Regions from separate parts of the Mus musculus genome. Here region 1 is linked to region 2. A link is a contact called in public HiChIP or PLAC-seq data. All regions are on one chromosome and are shown on one strand. The core of a region is the stretch at or near the end of the contact, and the rest is flanking DNA. Distances in the headings are between cores, read along the strand shown.

Region 1 (3,833 bases), core at 510-3,009, 67 kb after region 2:
CGGATAACAGTGATGCTAGATTGATTGGACCTTAGTGGACCAGTGGGAGTAGCAAGTTAGAAGCTTCTTAATATAGGTCATAGGCAGAATAGGATGTGATCCGATGACAGCATTTTAAAGTCAGTAGTGTTTTTTTTTTCCAAATTAAAAAATTATATTTATTTATTTGTTTGTGTCTGAGGAAGGTGCCCTTGCAGGAGTGACTTTTCTCTTTCCACCAGGAAATGAAGTAACAAGTGCCTTTACCTGCTGAGCCATCTCACCAGCCTTCTAGCCTAGGTTGTTCTCAAACTGTTTATGTAGCCAAGGAAGACCTCAAGTTTTAGTTCTCCTGGTCTCTACCTCTTATGTGCTGAATGTGCCACGATGATAAGTCTCAAATGCATGACTTCATTTTTTAAAACATATGCACATTATCCTAATCAATATTCTATTGCTATGAAGAGACATCATGACCGCAGCAACTCTTATAAACGAAAGCACTTTATTAGGACTGGCTTAGAGTTTCAGCATGCCAGGAAACATGATGTAGGAGAAGGAGCTGGGAGTTCTGTGTCTGGATCTGCAGGCAGCAGGGAAAAAGACACAGTGGGCCTGGCTTGAGCTTCTGAAATTTCAAAGCCCACCCCCAGTGGTCACACCTAATCCTCAAGTAGTGCCACTCTCTGGTGACTAAGCTTTCAAATACATGAGCTTTTGGGGGCCATTTTTATTCAAACCACTACACACATAACATCTGCTTAAGTCTACTTAGTGTTGCTTGTTTGTAAGTGTGCTTAGGGCTGACCACTTGAAATTAGACAAAATATCAAGGGGGTCATCTTTAGAGAAGTCTGATTCTCCTTCTCTTAAATCAGCTCCTGATGGAGTGGTGACTTGAGGATTTGGTCTTTGTACTGGTTGGGTTTTGTCAACCTGACACAAACCCAGAAATACCTGGGAAGAGGGACTCCCAGTTGAGGAATTTCTTCCCTTTAGGTTGCCATGTCTATGGCAGTTTCTTGATTGTTAGTTGTTGAAACCCACTGTGGGGGCTGGCATCTCTGGGCAAGTGGGCCTGGGCTATGTAAGAAAGCTGGCTGAGCAGCCCTGCAAACAGTGTTCCTTCATAGTCTCTGCTTCAGGTCCTGCCTCTAGGTTCCCTTTGAGTTTCTTGCCTTGGTGGGACTTGATGACAGACTGTTACCTGTAAGAATATTTCTGCCTCACTCCTAGTCCCTTCTGTTAGTGTTTTATCACAGCAACAGAAAACAAATTAAGACAGTCTCATAGGGTTTTTTTGGGGGGAGCACTGTTTTAGGCAAGTAATCAAATTGTGTTTCCCCAAATGAAGTAAATATAGAACCCAATCAATTAGGCAACAAAATGTGTGGTGGATGAAGAGTCAAAGGTCTGGTAGCAGAGTTAGCCATCCTGATCCCACAGTTTAACCACAACTGGGACCTTAAGGAATGGGGCCAGGTACGGGGCAGGATGGTTTGCAACACCAAGACATGATCTGGCTGAGCATCCCCAAATGAGCCTACACGGCAAGTAACTCAGGGGATCTATGGTGGGCAGAAGGTGAGTGCTCCCTTCAAGACTGTACTTTGCAATACACATCAAATAGGACTTTGGTACATCTGACGTACACCTCCTTGCCCGCCTCTTTCGCCATGCCTAAAAAAAAAAGAGAAGAGGAAGGAAATGTCTCATGTCCTAAGAGTTTAGAACAACCATCACGGGGTTTTTTTAAGAGACCTAAAACAGAATGTCATTGTTTAGCAAAGATGAACAATTGTACTATGTGCTAGGAGCTTCTGAGAGGTAAGTTGAGCTTTCTTGACTTGATTGCATTTCAGCAGTATACAGCAAACAATGGAAATATTCCAATTTTTGTTTGAAACAGATCTCATATAACCCAAGCTTGCCTGCAGCTCTATTCTTGAACCACTGATCTTCGGCTTCAAGGGTACCGGGATTACAAGCAAGCATCACCACTTCTGCTCAAGATTTTTTTTTTAATTCAATGTAACTCACTTCATGACTCCTACCATAGACAGTAGTAGTATTGCACCGAAGGGAAGTGATATTTATTTTCTTATTATTGCAAAGTCCCTGTTCCCTGGTACTTATACTTTTTAATGTTGTTGTTGTTGCTGTTTATTATTATTGTTATTATTGAGACAGGGTGCTATGTAATCCAGGTGGGCCTCAAACTAGCTTGATTTTGAAGATCACTTTGAACTACTGTGCTTTAAAATGTATTCTTATGTTTCATATAAGCTTTCTAATGTAGTATATGTAAATTTATTTTTATTATTTTTATAAGCTTTTTAAAATTGTAAATTTTCCTTTGTCTGTTTTTTTTTTTTTTTTTGGTTATTGTTGTTGATTTGTTAAAGACAGAGTCTCACTATATAGACTGCAGCGAGGAAGTGACTATGTAGACCAGGTCAGCCTCAAGTTCACTGAGATACACCTGCCTCTTCCTTCAGTGCCTTAAAGTACTGAGATTAAAGGCATGGGCCACAGTGCCTTCTTTGATTTTTGAGTCAGAGTCTAGCCACAACAGCCCAGATTTGCCAAGAATTTGCTTCCTGCCTTAGCTTCCAGAATGCTAGGGTTACAGATTTGTTCTCTCTCTCTCTCTCTCTCTCTCTCTCTCTCTCTCTCTCCCTCCCTCCCTCCCTCCCTCCCTCCCTCCCTCCCTCCCTCCCTCTCTCTCTCTCCCCTCCCCTCCCCTCCCCTCCCCTCCCCTCCCCTCCCCTCCCCTCTCCTCTCCTCTCCTCTCCTCTCCTCTCCTCTCCCCCCCACTCACCCCCCATAGGATGCCAGGCTGTACTCAAACTCAATGTGTAGTCCGGGGTGATCTTCAACTTCTGAAGCTCCCACCTCTACCTCCCAGGTTCTGGTAATAAAAGTGTGAGCCACCAAGCCTGGATTATTTGGTTCTGAGAATGGAACCCAGGATTTCACACACGCTAGGCAAGCAAGCACTCTACCAACTGAGCTACAGACACCATTTTTCTAGTGCTCGTTGACAGGGTTTTGCTACACTTCAGAGGTGCCCAGACCAAGCAGTTATGTGAATGGGGCAGAATTTCAGGCAGAAGTTCCAACTGGTAATAAGAATACATGCTCCACTATGTTCATAGCAGCCTTATTTATAATAGCCAGATGCTGGAAAGAACCCAGATGTCCCTCAACAGAAGAATGGATACAGAAAATGTGGTACATTTACACAGCTATTAAAAACAATGAATTTATGAAATTCTTGGACAGATGGATGTATCCGGAGGATATCATCCTTAGTGGGGTAACCCAATCACAAAAGAAGTCATTAGATATGCACTCACTGATAAGTGGATATTAGCTCAGAAACATAGAACACCCAAGATACAATTTGCAAAACACAAGAAAATCAAGAAGAGGGAAGACCAATGGGTGGATATTTCGTTCCTCCTTAGAATAGAGAACAAAATACCCATGAAAGAAGTTACAGAGACAAAGTTTGAAGCTAAGATGAAAGGATGGACTATCCAGAGACTACCCCACCCGAGGATCCATCCCATAATTAGCCACCAAACCCAGACATTATTGCATATGCCAGCAAGATTTTGCTGAAGAGACCCTGTTATAGCTGTCTCATATGAGGCTATGCCAGTGCCTGGCAAATACAGAAGTGGATGTTCACAGTCATCTATAAGATGGAACACAGGGCCCCCAATGGAGAAGCTAGAGAGAGCACCCAAGGAGCTGAAGGGGTCTGCAACCCTATAGGTGGAACAACAATATGAACTAACCTGTACCCCTAGAGCTCGTGTCTCTAGCTGCATATGTAGCAGAAAATG
Region 2 (4,074 bases), core at 1,067-3,566:
AATATTCTTGTTCATGATTCTTCTCGGCATCTTGAATAGACTGATTTGTTCACTTTGTTTTGATTACAAAATATCGACTAAGTGGCACATCATGATTCTGTTTGAATTTCCTTAACTCAAGAGTCATGTGAGAGTATTCATGTGTGTTTGGCTTCTCTTTTTTTGAATAGGGATCTGCAGGTACTTTTCTCCATCTCTTTGCTACTGTTGGTTAGAGCAGATGGAACAAACTGTGGGTTCAGCTTAGTATTTGCCTAGTGGGAAACTGTGTCCTGCTGCCCCGACTCTGATCAGCCAAGGCTAAACAGATAGCTGTCCTTAAGCTTCCCTCCTGTCTTACATTTGTGTTGCCTGAAGTTTTCTTCGCAGAGGCATCCATGTCAATACCTAGGCATGAACTTGCCATCTTCACATGCTTCAGATATAGATTTTTTTTAAAGCTTATTAATTTTCTACTTTGGCCTGATTCCTTTACGTTTTATCAACAACCCAGTAAGGATTAGTATGGCTGACTTTCATGTTCTTTGGCAAGAGAACCAGGTTGGAAAGGCTGAGAAGTGAGGGGGTAATTATCCCATTTATTTCCTGTGCTACAGGTTTCCTAAATACACTTATCTCCCCCAATAGCCAAATTTGTAAGAAAAAAAATGTTTACATGATATTTATGAATTATAGCTTTATCAAATTAGATGAATGCTTCGCGGTTTGTCAGTTAGGGAAGATAGCAAGTGTGCATCCTTCAGGCTTAAAGCTTTAAAATGAGTTCATTTCAATGAGTAATATGTATGGCACCTCTACTTTGTATATTCGTAAATGAACAGTTTTAGCTCCACTTGAGTTAAGGTAGCTTTGGTCCAGGAGGCCAGAACAGAAGCCAGATCTACACCTGTATCTGTGCTAATTGCAGTCAAGCCATTTAAGCACAGATGCTAGCCCACCTAATTTTTCTTCAGCTTGGTTACTTGCTGTCTACTGACAACTTACATATTTTTCCAAAACCTTTAACCCATGTCTAGTTACCTCTATTGAATATTTGTTTCTGTTAAAACATCTATACATAACTGTAGGTCTAGATTCCACTTAACAAAAATACTTATGCATTTAATTTGTTTTATGTATGTGTGCTTGAATGTGTGTGTGTGCTCCACATGTGAGCACACACTGGAAGAGACTGAAAGGATGTTGGGTTGGCTGGAACTGGAGTTACGGGCAGTTAGGAGCTACCCAATTGGTACTGGGAAGTGAATCTGGGTCCTCTGAAAGAACAGACGGTGCTCTTAACCTAGCTCTTCCGACCCCTGTACTGTTTCTTCAGGCAGAGTCAGATATACCAGGTCAGTCTCAAACTCAGTCTGTAGCTGAGAATGTCCTTGAACTTTTGATCTTCCTCTCTTACTCTGAAGTACTGAGAATATAGGCCACCATATTAGAGGCAGCCTTTTTGTGGTGTTACAGATTGAAAGTTAGGCTTTGTGTATGCTAGAAAACCCTCCATCCCCAGCTAGATTCTATTTTAATATTTTCAAGCACATTGCTATTTCACAAAGCAGGCTACCTGTGCCCCACTCAGATGTAAAATCGCTATTTCCACTTCTAATAAGGTCTGTTTAAAGCCAGACAAATGTAAGTGCATCTTGATTAAAGAGTAAAGGCGGAAGAATGGGACTGTAATATGAAAGCACTTTGGGAGTTATATGAATCCTAGTGATAGATCCTGATGGCTGTACTTTCCAGGGCACATTTGTAATTTGATTGCTGAACCTGAAAAGAAACACATCAGCCTTTTCCAACTTTGCCTCTCCTCAGTCTCTGTCAAAAGCTTCTTATTAAATAGGGTACATTGTGACCTTTTTCCCTTTCCTTTGAAAAAATATTTTACTATTAAGCCTTTAGACTCAGAGATTTATTGAGAAGTTAATGAAACTTTAGTTCAGAGCTTCTGTCTGCATTAACTTCCCTTTAAGACTCTGGAAATAGTCTCAGATGTGCTCGTATGAATATGTGTTTTGTTTGCTTGCTTTGAGACTGGGCCTTACTATAACCCAAGCTGGCTTTGAAATCGTGACCTTCTGTATGTTTGTATGCTTGCTTCACTCTGCCTGACTTATTTTGTTTTTATGTTGGAACTTAGCCAAAGGTTAAGAAGTGATGATATAGGTTCTCTTTGTGTAGCCAAGGCAGGGTTTGAGCTTGCCTCAGTCTCCTAAGGGCAGGGATTGCAAATATATGCTACTACGACGCCCACGGTCATGGTTTGTACAGTTTGCAAAAGCAATTTTAACAGTCTTTTAATAGACTACTGTCCTTTCCACTTCCTCTCTCCCTCTTAACAAAGGCTCCCTTTGTGTTGAATGGCTGGAGTATATATGAACGTTTGGATGATCTGAGGCTGGGCTGGTCGAGTTGGAGATATACTGAGCTAAGGTTACTAGGCTATTTGGCTTTGGGTGGTTGGTCCTTGGTTAGATCTTTTTAGTGAGGCTTTCATTAGGAATTATGGTATAGGAATGACTCCCTATCTGTTGTGCTGCCTCCCCAAGGATCTTAGCATGTAGATGCTAGGCCTGATAGAAAACTATAATTTTACATAAATTTATATCATTGTATATAACTATTTTTATAAAAAAATAAAGAATAGAATTACCTTAGAGAGTATATAAGATTAGTCACTGCACAAGGGATTATGAAACGCCCTGAAATCTTATAACTTATGTATGAAAGAAACTCAGGACTTTCCTCCAACTTGCCAGCAGCTATGAAAACTGAATGTTTAATTGTAATGCTGGAAAGGATCTTTCAAACAATGGCTGAACAAATATTCTAGGACTAGTGATGCTTAGGGATAGATACAGCATTCTGTCACCAGCATTATAGAACAGACAGTCTGCAGGAAAAATGGAATTATTTTATAAAATCATCAAGACCAAATAACTATAGTTGAAAGTATAGGTAAAGAAACTTAGTTATAGAGATGTTTCAGATATCATTAATTAAAATGTTAGTTTTATGGAAGTTTGTGACATCTTTTTCTGTGTTTACCAGACTGTCACTATGTAGCCTTGGATGTTCTGGAACTCTCAGTATAGTCTAGCCTCCAAGTCTTAGAGAACCACTGGCTTCTTTATTTCTAGTGCTAGGTACCACCATACCTGACTAAACCTTTATCTCTGGAAAGTTTATAATTTGTGTTCTTTCTCTCACTCACTCCCTTGCTCTCTCACTCACTCTCACACACATGTAGTAAAAAAAAAGATTTAAAAGAAGTTTGTAATTTGTAGTTTATTTGCATGTACGTGTGTGACAGGCTTGCTGTTTGGCTCAGGCTGGCCTTCAACTCTTTGTTTGTTTGTTTGTTTTTTATTAGGTATTTATTTCATTTACATTTCCAATGCTATCCCAAAATTCCCCCACACGCTCCCCCACCCACCCACTCCCACTTCTTGGCCCTGGCGTTCCCCGATACTGAGGCATATAAAGTTTGCACGACCAATGGGCCTCTCTTTCCACTGATGGCCAACTAGGCCATCTTCTGATACATATGCAGCTAGAGACAGGAGCTCTTGGGGGGGGGGGTACTGGGTATTTCATATTGTTGTTCCACCTATAGGGTTGCAGATCCCTTTAGCTCCTTGGTTACTTTCTCTAGCTCCTCCACTGGAGGCCCTGTGATCCATCCAATAGCTGACTGTGAGCTTCCACTTCTGTGTTTGCTAGGCCCCTGCATAGTCTCACAAGAGACAGCTATATCTGGGTCCTTTCAGCAAAATCTTGCTAGTGTATGCAATGGTGTCAGCGTTTGGAGGCTGATTATGGGATGGATCCTCGGATATGGCATCTCTAGATGGTCCATCCTTTTGTCACAGCTCCAAACTGTGTCTCTGTAACTCCTTCCATGGGTGTTTTGTTCCCAATTCTAAGAAGGGGCAAAGTGTCATGACATAGTACTACCAGAGGATCCCTCAATACCTCTCCTGGGCGTATATCCAGAAGATGTTTCAACCAGTAAGGAGACATGCTCCACTATGTTCATAGCAGCCTTATTTATAATAGCCAGAAGCTGGAAAGAACCCAGAT

Evidence for each region. HiChIP or PLAC-seq counts read pairs in DNA pulled down with a chosen protein or histone mark.
Region 1: a contact with region 2 is called in an H3K27ac HiChIP or PLAC-seq map of microglia, with 4 times the contacts expected there. The contact joins the promoter of Tlr13 here to the enhancer-like site in region 2. A contact is called at or near these places in 2 of 39 promoter capture datasets (cranial neural crest and second pharyngeal arch cranial neural crest), 1 of 484 Hi-C or Micro-C datasets (embryonic fibroblasts), 4 of 115 datasets of contacts at active chromatin or transcription factors (embryonic fibroblasts, embryonic stem cells, extraembryonic endoderm stem cells and 1 more) and 3 of 9 other capture datasets (adipose tissue, embryonic stem cells and liver).

What each region holds. Positions count from the first base shown.
Region 1 is chrX:106,141,516-106,145,348 of GRCm38.p6, forward strand. It overlaps Tlr13 (toll-like receptor 13), which reads left to right and starts at 1,760. Exons shown (of 3, transcript NM_205820.1): 1 at 1,760-1,806.
Region 2 is chrX:106,073,670-106,077,743 of GRCm38.p6, forward strand. The region is part of intron 2 of Atp7a (ATPase, Cu++ transporting, alpha polypeptide); the gene reads left to right. Among named protein-coding and RNA genes, the nearest start is that of Atp7a, 48 kb to the left of the region's middle. Within about 2 kb of position 2,317, at least 7 of the 459 cell types and tissues checked have an H3K27ac peak or open chromatin away from gene starts, as enhancers often do. A contact at or near this core is called in microglia, where this site is marked.